Linked DNA regions of Zea mays: all the other regions are linked to region 3. Evidence: chromatin contacts called from public Hi-C and HiChIP or PLAC-seq data. All regions are on one chromosome and are shown on one strand. Each heading gives the region's core, a stretch centred on a gene start, on an enhancer-like site or on the middle of the called end of the contact. The rest is flanking DNA. Distances are from core to core; before and after follow the strand shown. Region 1 holds the start of LOC100383535. Region 2 has its middle 19 kb from the start of LOC100383535. Region 3 holds the start of LOC100216915 (hydrolase).

Evidence for each region. Hi-C and Micro-C count contacts between places; a contact is called where the count stands out from the background. HiChIP or PLAC-seq counts read pairs in DNA pulled down with a chosen protein or histone mark.
Region 1: an H3K4me3 HiChIP or PLAC-seq map of leaf shows a contact between it and region 3, with 4 times the contacts expected there. The contact joins the promoter of LOC100383535 here to the promoter of LOC100216915 in region 3. A contact is called at or near these places in 5 of 25 Hi-C or Micro-C datasets (bundle sheath, ear, leaf and 2 more) and 1 of 3 datasets of contacts at active chromatin or transcription factors (leaf).
Region 2: a Hi-C map of leaf shows a contact between it and region 3, with 5 times the contacts expected there. The contact joins the enhancer-like site here to the promoter of LOC100216915 in region 3. A contact is called at or near these places in 6 of 25 Hi-C or Micro-C datasets (ear, endosperm, leaf and 1 more).

What each region holds. Positions count from the first base shown.
Region 1 is chr1:5,278,891-5,282,969 of Zm-B73-REFERENCE-NAM-5.0, forward strand. It overlaps LOC100383535, which reads left to right and starts at 2,738. Exons shown (of 1, transcript NM_001176183.1): 1 at 2,738-4,079. The coding sequence starts at 2,761.
Region 2 is chr1:5,260,254-5,264,491 of Zm-B73-REFERENCE-NAM-5.0, forward strand. No RefSeq gene overlaps it. Among protein-coding and RNA genes, the nearest start is that of LOC100383535, 19 kb to the right of the region's middle. Within about 2 kb of position 1,353, at least 15 of the 20 cell types and tissues checked have an H3K27ac peak or open chromatin away from gene starts, as enhancers often do. A contact at or near this core is called in ear, leaf and tassel, where this site is marked.
Region 3 is chr1:5,109,606-5,114,018 of Zm-B73-REFERENCE-NAM-5.0, forward strand. LOC100216915 (hydrolase) reads left to right here and starts at 3,089. Exons shown (of 2, transcript NM_001143301.1): 1 at 3,089-3,856. The coding sequence starts at 3,260.

The DNA.
Region 1 (4,079 bases), core at 1,488-3,987, 170 kb after region 3:
GAGTACTTTTTATTGGCCAACCGATAAAGAAAAGTCACCGTCATGACACAAGTGACGGTGACGGAGACTTTGTCGAGTGTCCTCCCTGATACTCGACAAAGGCTTTGTTGGAGGCTTTCTATGTTGAAGATCACTCGTTTAACCTATTGCTTCGGCACAAACAAGTGTATTTAAGGAACATTTCCACTAGCAGACAAAGCTGACCTTCGATCGAGGTAGCGAACAAAGAAGCTTCATCTGTGCGCACAAGTGGCGAAGATGGCAGCTAAAGTCAATAACTTCGGATACAAACAAAAGAGAAAACAACGAAGGCTAAAACCTGTGCAACCGAGGATGGAGAAAGTATGTTATTGTCCTAATGTCATTTGTAAACAGTGTGTGTAAAACCTTGATGGGCATTATTGTAATTCTGTATAGAGGTGTTTCATCTTCTCTATAAATAGATGAACAATGCCCTGCATAAGGTATCTTCTTGAGGGCCATAGCTTCGTGTCGCTTAGCCTTCAAAGAATCTTCGTGCCACCTTGTGTCAAGGAGCCAAAGATATGCTTATAGACTCATTTAACATAATGAGAGATGGAATAAAAATGCTAAGGCAAAGAAGATGAGTTTTTCATACTTCACTGTGCAATGTTATTTCATTATACATCGCTTTCATTTGCATTTCCTTCTAAAGACCTTCATCCTTCACAGTAACACTTTGAAGAAGTGTTAAGTTTAGGATGAAGGTCCACACTCTTAACTTGTGTTGCCTTGATTTTCAACGCCTTTAAAGGAGTGAAATCAAGTATCCAACATTGGTGACCACGTCGAGCTTCATCACGACGAAGAGCCAATCCATCAAGCTTCATCAGCTTCCACGGAGAAGCTTACTCTCCCCATCACTGGGGGCTCGAGTTTTGAACCCAGCAACAAAAAGCAGAAGAAAGAAGCCCAAAGAAGGGTACAACATGTAGGTGTCCAAGGTCCCTACATCAGTAACAAGTGGTCCCACATTCCTATTACCTTTTCTTAGGATGATTTTCGTCTTAAAGATTATCCACATAGAGATGCCATGATTATCTCCTGTGTAATAACATATTTCATAGTCCACAATATTATGGTCGACACAGGCAATGTTGTAGATATCATATTTTCCAAAGCTTTCAGGCAAATGATAGAGCCCGAATATAAGCTCCAAGATTCAACTTTCCCTCTATGTGGCTTCGAAGCATAACAGGTGATGACACTAGGAAAGTTGATCGTGCCCATTACCTTCAAGTATGTCAACAACACAAGAACAAAGGAAGTTACGTTCGAGATCGTTGATATGGAATTCTCATACAACGCTGTCATTGGAAGAGGAACTGTCAATGTGTTTGAAGCAGTGCTACATTCAGCTTATCTTTGCATGAAGGTACCCAACAATCAAGTAGTGATATCAGTCTTAATAGCCAAGAAGTAGGAAGAAGGGCAGAAGGGACCCTACAAGAGCTGAAGATTGTTTATAACATAGATGAAGCTAAAGCCCAAATCCAGGATTCTGAGAAACGAGTAAAAGAAACAACATCTTTGGTAGATCAACCAAAGCGAGTGTTTCTTTTTAGTCACATCACATCAAACGTTTAAATACTAGCTACAAGTATTAAATATAATCAAATTGTAAAACTAACTACACAGATAAGGACTAAACGGTAAGGCGGATATATTAAGCTTAACTAGTAAAAATACTCGTTCAAGACTAAAACGATGGTGGCTAGGTGCTGGTCCGCTAGAAGGGCTCTTGCCGAGACTCCATCAAGCACGATGTCGCTTGCAATTGCAAGTTCAACAGCGCTAGGTTCTTTAACAGGGACATGCTGCTCAACAACTCGACCACAGCGCCGCCTCCTCGCAAGAGCCCGTCATGGGACACCACTATCGCTGCCACCACTTTCGACACTCGACAGGGACTTCTCGACGCCCTCACCCTCGGCAACAGCGTGCACCTCAAGGGGATGAGCCTCGAGTCCACCACGCTACACTCCCGATGTTTGACATCTCGTGTGCCGCCTACGCTACCTCCAACCCGTACAACGCCGCTAGCTGCAGGTTCAACACTCTTGACCCTGTGGATGGAAGCGTGATTGATGAGGGAGGAGTGATCCAAATAAAATAAGCGAGACTGTTGGATTGAGTGAGTAAGATATAGGAGATATTTGTATCGATCTCGTCCCTTGGTTTCAAAGGTGGAATCGTTTTGTGTGCATTTGTTTGGATGGCTATTGCAATGTTCAAAGTGATGGTTTATACAGGGATATAGATTAGTTTATGATTTGCTTAGGTGATGCTATAATAAATATTTGTTAATTATAAATTAATTAGACTTAATAAATTTGTTTTATCATTTAATTTAGTATTCATTCGTATAATTAATTTTATAAATAAACTATATTTAATACTCTTATTTAATTTTTAAATATATTACACGACTAAACAACCAAGGTCGCCTTTCCAGCCGAATGGAACAAGTGAGTGACCAGTGGACGCACAATGGAATTTGGAATGACCCAACCAGGCAACCAGGTCGCCAGTATCCGTCCACGGTCCACTCCAGTCCAGGGCTGCTGTCCACCATCCCCGTGTCCTCCTCGAACCATCCAAGTCCACCTTCCCCGTGCCCGACTCCACACACCACTTACCACTCGGTCGTCCTCGGCACAGGCCAGTCGGCCACACTTGCTTATCCCTCCGTCGCCTGCCACACCTTCGGCCGGCACGGCTCCACTACCATCACTCACAATGGCTGTCCTCGTCCTCCTCCTTCTCGCATCCTTCCTCCCGCCCACCGCCCTGGCCGCCTTCTCCCCACCCTTCTCCTTCTTCCTCGCCTGCGGCGCCGGCTCCACCGTACGCGACAGCTCAGCGCGCAACTTTACACCGGACGACGGTTACCTGACCACCAAAAGCGTCCCGGCGGTGACGAACTCCAACGCCAACAGCGCCGCCTCCCCGCTCTACGCCGCCGCGCGCGCGTCCAGCTCCGGCGCCTTCTCCTACAGGTTCTCTTTCCCCAACTTCGCCGGGCAGGCCGCGTTCCTCGTCCTCCGCCTCCACTTCTTCCCTTTCACCCCGGCCCCGCCGTCCGCCTTCAGCATCTCCTCTGCGCGCTTCGCAGTCTCTGTTCAGCTTCAGGACACGTACGACGTGCTGTCCTCCTTCTCGCCGCCGAGCGCCGGCGTCGTCAAGGAGTTCTTCGTCCCGGCAGGCGGCTCCGGTGACTTCCGCGTCACGTTCACGCCGGCCGCCGGCTCGGCCGCGTTCGTCAACGCCGTCGAGCTGTTCCCGGCTCCAGAGGAGCTGCTGTGGAACGCCAGCGTGACGCCGGTGGGCGCGGCGGTCCTCGACATAGCCGCGTGGCCGCGGGACGCGCTGGAGACGGTGTACCGCCTCAACGTGGGCGGCCCCGAGGTGAGCGAGGAGAGCGACACGCTCTGGCGGACGTGGCTCCCCGACGACCCCTTCCTCTTCAGTCCCCCGGGGACCTCCACGCTGGAGAACACGAGCGCCCCGATCATCTACGCCACCTACACCCGCGAGGTGGCGCCCGACGTCGTCTACAGGACGCAGCGCGCCGCGGCGAACGTGTCAGGGATGGCGGTACCCACGAGTGTCAACGTCACGTGGACCTTCCCGGCGGAACCGGGGTCGAACTACCTCGTCCGTCTCCACTTCTGCGACTATGAGGTGGTGAGCGCCGTCGACGGAGTCGGCATCGTGTTCAACGTCTTCGTCGCGCAGGCCATTGGCACCCAAGACTTCACGCCCAAACAATTCGAGACGCAGCCGAACACGGCCTTGTACAGGGACTACGCCGCCTCGGCTCCCATCTCCCGGAACTTCACGGTCACCGTCGGCATGTCCGACAAGAGCAGCCCTGGCGAAGGCGGTTTCCTGAACGGGCTGGAGATCATGAAGCTGCGGCCTTCGGGTTCGAGCTTGGCGGCGGGGTCACGCGGTAGCAGCAGGAGAGTTCTGATCATCGCGCTCTCGGCCGTGCTCGGCGCCTCGGTTCTCGCGTCCGCCGTGCTCTGCTTGTGCTTCGTCGCGCGGAGGAAAAG
Region 2 (4,238 bases), core at 103-2,602, 150 kb after region 3:
AGTACCGAAAAAACACTCGACAAAAAAACTTTCTTTTTCTAGTGCCAAAAAACACTAGGCAAAGAGCTTCTTTGCCGAAAACACTCCACAAAGAAGTTCCTTACCGAGTGTTTTTGTATGCCGAGTGTTTTTGTATGCCGAGTGTTTTTTGTTTGGCACTAAGTAAAGTTATTTTTTGCCGAGTGCCGAAAAAATCTCTATAAATCAATTAATACTTGGTAAAGAGCCAAATTCAGTTACCGGTAGCGGTGGTGGTGGACCAGCGGGTGTGGCGCAGCAGTCGGTGTGCTAGGACCTAGCGGGCTTGACGCAGCAGTCGTTGTGCTACGACGCCGGGCACGAGTGGACGATGTCCGTGTCGTGGGGGTTCACGGTGGTGGTGGTGCTCAGTGGGGTGTTGTGGCCGCAGGAGATGCAGACGTCAATGAGGACGTTCCTTATTCCTTAAGAGCTCAACTGGTACCGCCACGCCAACTACACGGCGTACGCGTTCAACACGTGATCCGTGGCCCGGCACTCGTGCCAGAGGCCGCAAGTGCACTACATGCGACAGCAGTGGTAGAGCACCCATTATGGCGAACTATGGCTTGAGCCATACCTAAAAAACATATTTGATGTAGTGGTAAGTGCATACTGCTTGCAATCAACGGGTTCCAAGTTTGAGTCTTGCGTGTTGCATCATGTTTTTCTCCTTTTTTGGCGGACTATGGCTTGAGCCATACTAAAAAAATATGTTTGGTGTAGTGATAAGTACATACTGCTTGCAATCAATAGGTTCCAAATTTGAGTCTTGCGTGTTGCATCATGTTTTTTTTCTTTTTTTTTTCTTCTTCAGCCGTATCTAATTATTGTTTTATCTTCCGCCACTGTGCGGCAGGCGTGGCTAGACCGCCGGCGGCGCAGCCGCAACGCCACCACCATGGTGACCGAGTACAGCGACATCGGGTGTCGCTCGCGCCGTGCCGGTGGCGCATCCCAGACCCCCAACGTGCTAAGATCTCATGGAGTACTACATTGAAGAGTATACATTTTACGGGGTAAAGTTTGAATATAGTGATTGTAATGAGTAAGCTGCTACAGATAGCCAGCAACGTGCTGCCACTGTTCTCACGGAGGTGTCGATGTAAACTCCATTGAGGCGTGTAAGATGAAACGGGAGCGAGTGCTTTGGTGAGGATGCACGAACCTGCAAACTGTGCAATGATAGATTCAGGCACTTTGCAATTCCAAGGTCGTCAAACATGATTCATTGATTCTGCTGAGATCTCCCAGGCTAATCACGATGCAGGTTCCAACAGGCCCGGCACGGATTTATTTAGGGCCCAGGTAGGTTTTGACCTATGCTAAGAAGTTGGATTGGACTGGGCCTACCTCGACCGCAAGTTACGTATGCGCTATGGGACGTCGACGGCCTGCTAATAAGCGTGTGTGTTTTGATCAGAAGAAAAAAAATAATAATACAAAGTCTATTTTTACATTAATTTCTCTTATAATATCATGTCATTTTTAAAGACGCCAGAATCATCGATGGAACTGCTAGCGCAGGAGGCATGCTACTTCTCTATCTTATCCCTATTCTTTCTCCTTCCGATACTTTATTCACATATAAAAACTGTTCCAAGTGCCACGTCATTTTTTTCACAAAGAACCTCTCACATCTATTTAAAATTAACCTATCTCCCCTCTGCGCAACAACATCCACGTCCCAAACCACACCTCCACGTATAGATGGCCAAACGGCGGCCCGGCATGGGCTGACCGTGCCGAGCCAGCCCGTTAACCCATCGGGCCATTTGGTTAAATAAGCGTAAAATGTAGGCGGGTTTGAACCCACGCTCTGATGTAACGTCCTAAACAACACCTCCACATATAGATGGCCAAACGGCGGCCCGGCATGGGCTGACCATGCCGAGCCAGCCCGTTAGCCCATCAGACCATTTGATTAAATGAGCGTAAAATGTTAAAAAACGGTGGCCCATTAGCCAGCCAGGCCATTTGGTTAAATCAGCGTAAAATGTTAAAAAACAGTGCAAAAGGTGAGTTTGAACCCACACCCTGATGTAAGAAGGTGGGAGACATGGATGAAGCTGTCTAACCAATAAAACATTATGCTCAGATGTTTATAATATTGAATATAAATTGTACATATGTATATATAATTTTTTGTAAAATAAAAAAATCGTGTCGGATCGGGCCAGCATTATAGGCCGAGGCTACTGTCCAACCACCGCACGACGCTCGTGTCGGGCTGGCCCATGCACTTTTAAATGGGTTGTGCCTCATGCCGGCTCGTCAGATACGACCCACTTGGCCATCTATACCTCCGCATGATAATGATGGTTCTCGCTTCAGTTACCACCACCTCGTTCACATCATGCTTTCTTTCTCTCTCCCCTCGTGCCTCTGCCTCGGCGCCACCCCATTCTCAGCAGATGGCGAGGGGGCAGACGCCTCCTCCCCGTATTCGTCCGACACTAGCCCCGACACCGACTCGCATAGTGGCTATTGCACGTTCACGAGGACGTTTCACATCTTGCGCGCATCATCGTTTTCGCAGTCGTCGGACGTCCCATTCGTCTTTCCGGCCTTCGTCCTGTTCTTTCTTCCTAACCTACTGCCCCTGCCCACGGTCGCAGCCGCGAGCCGACCGACGCTCATCGACGCAGGTACGGGGCGAGTCGATCATGCTCCTAGCCTTTCTTCGTGCGTGCCGCCGAGGAGGACATGGTGACGCCTGCCACGCTTAGGTTATCTTGGCAATAAAGAGTCCAAGTCTGAGATATTGGACAACCAAGGCCCGTAGCGTGGCAGCAGTCAACATATGCTACGGAGTTGGTGGTGGTGTTGTGTCCCTTCGGCGGGTCCGAGGCTAGGAACACTCGCATTCTCTCGCCCTTCTCAGACTGACACCTGGTGCGGGTGCCACTCGGTTTGGAGCTGCTCCGGCTGAACTTCTTTCTCCGCTTGCATGCTTTATCCCTATATGTATTTAGCGGTATACTACATATGTCGTCTCCAAGTGTACAGGTCTTCGTCGTGTCCTTCTCCGGCAACGAACAAGTATGTTTGCCTCTTTCCTTCCCTTTCTGCTCTACGAAACCTTGGAAGTGGGAGAGGGGAGGGATGGGATCCATGTTTTGCTGCCTATGGTACCCATGCGTTCATAAAAAATATTATGCGAAGAGCGAAGACAATTAATAAGAAAAATGAGATTTTTTTTGGTGGATAGTTTTACATGGGTATTGTTGCGAGCCGTCGCAACGCACGGGCAACCGACTTGTTGAGATATAAACACGAGTTCACATTTAACCTCCATAATAGGTTGCCCTTGCCCTCTTTGCAATGCAGATTTTCCCATACTTTCTATGTTTTATATATAAAAATAAATTGAATTCAATAAAAATTCTATATGATTTCTTAAAAAATCATACATTCCAAAAGGGACGGTTATTGTAGGGTAGGAATTCCATGCATCTTATTTGCTCACATAATAACTAAGGGTATCCTTGAGTTGCATGACATCAAAATTGGGGGTAGCCTCATTATACTAAATTATACCCATTCGGTCACTAATATAGTAAAAAATGACGCTTTGACTAAAATCTAATAACACCTTTGAAACTTTAACCATATTGCTATGTCTCATAATAATTAATTAGGAACAACAAAAATAGAGATATAATCTTTTTGAGTAACACTTTCATAATCATATTCATCTACCGGATTTATAATTATGTTAAACAATAAATATGTACATTTTATATTATTTAGGTGCCCTGAAATTTGTATTATTGTTTAGTCTTTTTCTAATTTTGTTATCTAAATATGAATTATAATTTATGACCAATTGCTTAACGGTTCTTATTTGTTGTTTTCATCACATGAAATATGTAACACCCTGAATTTGGGGTATAAAATTTTCTTTCTTGTGATCATCCAAATTCAGGTGTTATTCTTCTCCATCTCACTCTAGCTTCACTCTCTCTCTAGTTTTCTCCCTCTCTTTTTCTTTTAATTAGAGTTAGTGGTATTAGTGAAGGGTTATTTATTTATTTTGCCCAAAACCTATGAGTCATGGAATGTTGCATAATATTGAGCCTAAACATTCTTTGAGTTGTTGCATATATTTGATTTAGTTTGAATTTGAAACTTGGTTTGAATTTGAATTGAAAACCCTAGAGAAAATAAATAGAAAAGGCAATAGAAATTCTAGGAAAAAGGAAAAACCAATTTCAGCC
Region 3 (4,413 bases), core at 1,839-4,338:
CAACCTAGCTCAGTGCGCACTGATGAGGCTAGGTTATCGGAAGCCCTTGATTCTCGTTTTGGGATTTCACGAGGAATCATAAGGGTACATAAAAAATGACTTTATGTCAACTGGAGAATTGTGTTATTTAAAAGCTACAAGTGTCGACACATACATCTCAGCAATTGTATATGCACTCCAAGTGATCCAAAAGACTATGGCCATAGCAGAGCACGAGTATGCTCAAATTGGATCTTGTTGAGTGATATAATGTTGCAGAGATAGCCTTGCTCACCGGAAAGAAGTGTTAACTTATTTTCACTTCAAGGTATCTTACTATGGATACAAGTTTGTTTTCATGGACTTGGAAACAATGAGGTGGTGAGAAAGCATGGCTAGTAGCAACTGGGTTTATACGCAAACCCAAGCATTATTTTAATGCTATAAATTCTCTTTTACCGTGAGTAGTAAAATTCCGATACAATAATATGGGCAGTAAATCATCTATCTATGCAGTTGATAGATGTAGTGACAACATATGCATATGTGGTCACTGGATTATGGTATTTATGGAGTTTTGAAGGATTCCAAGTACATAATCACCAATCACAAATTTGCAATGCTTGGAAAGTCTTTGTGACTTAGAGCATCCTGGTCAAATATGGTACATTTGACCTAGTGAATCCTTCCTTCTGAAAGGATACACAAAGTATGGTATGTTCAGTGTAAATATGTGCAACATATTTTAAACATACATTACTTATCGACAGAGTTCGAGATAGAGGATATGAATTGAAAGAGATTTTCAATTCAAAGTAAACTAACTTGAGTATCTTGGATACAAAATTGTCTATATCCAACATATATTGAAGAAATTCAATATGAGAGAATCATTGTTATTTGATTCTTTCCGATCATGAGATGTGCTATTGTATCTTGCAAGAGCATCCGGCCGGATATTGCTTTGCAAAGATTTGCTAGCTAACAACACATGAGATCGAGTTATGATCTCCAGATGTACTCATGCTCTCCTTATGTTTGGATATACTGATCTTGGATATCTATAGAAGATCCCCAGGTACAAGATCAATGACATACTTCTGGTAAGTTGGACCTACTGTTTGATAAATGTTAATCAACAGAGATTAATGGTCACTTACACTAATCATTCTATAGTACACTTCGTGGGATTGTACAGAATGATATACTACATACAGAGGGTATGTGGTGGTCATGATTTTATATCAGTGACCTTATTATCTATGAAGATAATATTACTTTGTGTTGTTTAGATGAAAAACAAGTTACGAACTAAGTCTCTACTTACTCCACATTTTAGATGTGTTTGAGAGCAGGTATGGGATGACTTAGTGATTTGTAAAGATCAGGGGGAGTTTCCTCTTGATCTGAAGAACTTGTTTCTGCATAATGTTGTATTCTTTTCTTTGCATGAGTTTTCCCCTGTTTGGGTTTCTCATTCAAAGTTTTTAATGAGGCAACATCAACACAAGGCCTATGTCGTATCATCTGTTTTTCCCGTAGAGGTTTTCAAGGATGATACATTATGACATAGTTATTGTTGTATTTGAACTAGGATATGAGTTTATATCCCTAGAGTTCAAATGGATCAACAATAGAATATGACTACTCTCCTTATTTTTCCCGTTGGGTTTTTAAGGAGACTCGGCTGATATGTTAATTTCTCAGATTTTCTGACTAGATTATCTTGGAGAAATATTAGCCTGAGTTATATGTCTCATCATTTATTTTCCCCACTGGGGTTTTTGAGATGATGGCTATAGACATATTATTGTTCTTTGGGCTAGAGGTCCATTGGAGAACAACGTACCATGATTCGATTGAATCACCGACAATTATCTATAAGGATAATTGAGCTTGTGTTGTTCAGATGGAAACAGGAAAATAGAAATATTAACATCTTGCAAACAAAGTCTTGTGATAATCTTGCTGATCTATTCACAAAATCTCTACCATGCTCCACGTTTCGGAAATATGTTAAAGTGGTTGGTATGAGAAGATTTAAGTGATTGCAAGAACCAGGGGGAGAAATTCTCCGTGATATTTGACCTGTTTTGTCCATCATATTACACTCTTTTCTTTGTATGAGTTTTGCCTTGTTAAGGTTTTCTCATCCAAAGTTTTTAACGAGGTAATATCAACTAAGCTATATGCTTCATCATTGACTTTTCCCCACAGGGGTTTTTACGAATGATGATTACAAGCATATTTTCTTTTGGAGTTCGTGTGAGATTATTCTCATTATCCAAAAGACATTGTGTACTCCTTATTTTTCCCACAGGGTTTTTGAGGAGATAAGATCTTAGAAGAACATCTGACAGATCATCAAATGAAGTTGGATTGATCAAGGGGGAGTGTTACAAAATATTATATATGTGATCAATCCAAGGGGGTGCGACAGTTTTCCCCAAGGGACACACCTCTTGGGATACACCCCTTCACTTGTATATAAGCAGGGGCGAAGCTACATAGAAACTAGGGGTGCACATGCACCCACGAAAATTTGGAAATATAGTGGTTTGGACCAAATTTTCACCATATATGCACCACCTATAAATTGTTATTATGCACCCTCAAGGTATATGCACCCTCCCCTAATTTACTCTAGCTTCGCCACTGTATATAAGTGTAATGATCTGTGGAATACAAATAACGGTTCTGTCATTTTGTCTCTCTCAATCTGATTACCACTGAGTAGACTTTAACAAGCGCCACGGAAACAGTACCGGCAGTCCGCGCCCAACCCGTGACGTCCGTCCGGTTGCATCCCGTCCCAGCCGCGCCGCAAGCGCAGCCGAGGGCCCCAGCCAGGCCAGCGGAAGCTTCTCAACCCCATCCCACGCGGCCACGCAGCCGCTGACGCAGCGGCAGCGTGGCGACGCACGGCACGCACCACCCGCCCCAGCCCCACCACCTTGCGGCCCGTTGTTGCGCTGCCGTGGCCGTGGGGCCACCCGGACGGTCAAATCTCTCCCAAACCACCATGTCTGACTCTGACCTGAGAGACCACCTCGGCGGCTCGCGCAGAAACCTCCCCACCTCCGGCTCCTCTCCAGTTCTCCACCCATCCCAACTCCCCCACCTCGCTCGCTTAAAAGCTCGCCTCGCCCCCGACCGAATCCACCCTCCCACCACCGAACCCGCAGCCGCCGCCGCCAAACCACACCGCGCTCCTCTCTGGCGGATAGCGGACAGCGATTTTGATCGGCGGTCCTCAGACCTCAGCCCAGCCCGGCCCGCGATGGAGAAGACAAAGCTGCCGCTGCCGCTACCGCTACCCCTGGTGCACGGCGAGCGTCTGTGGGCGCGGCCGTGGCGGTGGCTGAAGACGGCCTTCTTCATCGTGGCGATGCTGGCGTCGCTGCTGCTCGTGTGCGCGCCGCCGCTGCTGGTCGTGCTGCTGGACCTGCTCCTGCCGCCCGCGCTGCTCTCCAGCTTCCTCCGCGCGCAGCCGCCCTCCTCCGCCTCCTTCGCCGCCGCGCTCGCCGCCCAGGCCAGGCCCTTCCGCTTCGCCTCCTCGCTCGCCGACCTCCCCGCGCTCTCCGCCGCGCGCTCCCTCCTCATCCTCTGCGCGTACGCCGCGGCCGGAGGCGGCGGCGCCGCATACAGGTGGGTCGCCGTCGCCTGCAGCGCCGCCTCCGTCTGCTACGTCCTCGCCAAGGCCGTCGCCGTCTTCGGCGCCGCGCCCGTGTGGCGGGGCAACGGCCAGCTCGTCGCCGTCGAGGCCTTGTTCCTCATGTCGCTCGCGCTCGCCGTCGCCCACCTCGCCATGGCGTACCGCGCGTCATGCCGCGAGCGACGACGCCTGCAGCTAGTCTACAGAATCGACGTCGAAGCGGTGAGTCCCCTCTCTCTCTCTTTACTTCCCTCACTGTAGTGTAAACAACACTGCACTTCTTCAGTTTATTGCCTTCAAACTCAGCCCTTGTTCGTTTCTATCGGATTGGTGGGTCGGAACGAATCCTAACCGGATTGCTTCTCTAATTTATATAAACTTTGATTAGTTGGAACGATTCCGGTTACAATCCGACATAAACGAACAAGGCCTCAGGGAGAAAAAATTCAGTCAGAAACAGACACGAACACGCACCATGGGCCGCGCTTTGCAATTCGTGCTTTTAGGTGAAGGCAGGATTCTGCTGAATAATCTCGGAAATTGCTGGGGGTGGATCGAACCACCAGCTAGCTTTCGGCTAAAAAGACGTTGTAAACGCGCTGGACAATCCGAGTTCCGCCATGGAATCTGCTTTTGCCGGCCATGCCATTGCCAGGCAGTCCCAGCTGTCAGCACAACACCGCTCGTGCTGTTTCTATCCAGAACGGCCTGGACCCATCTGCCTGTAGACCTGAGCTCACATTCTTCACACAGCGAAACAGACCACGGTATCCTCTTCC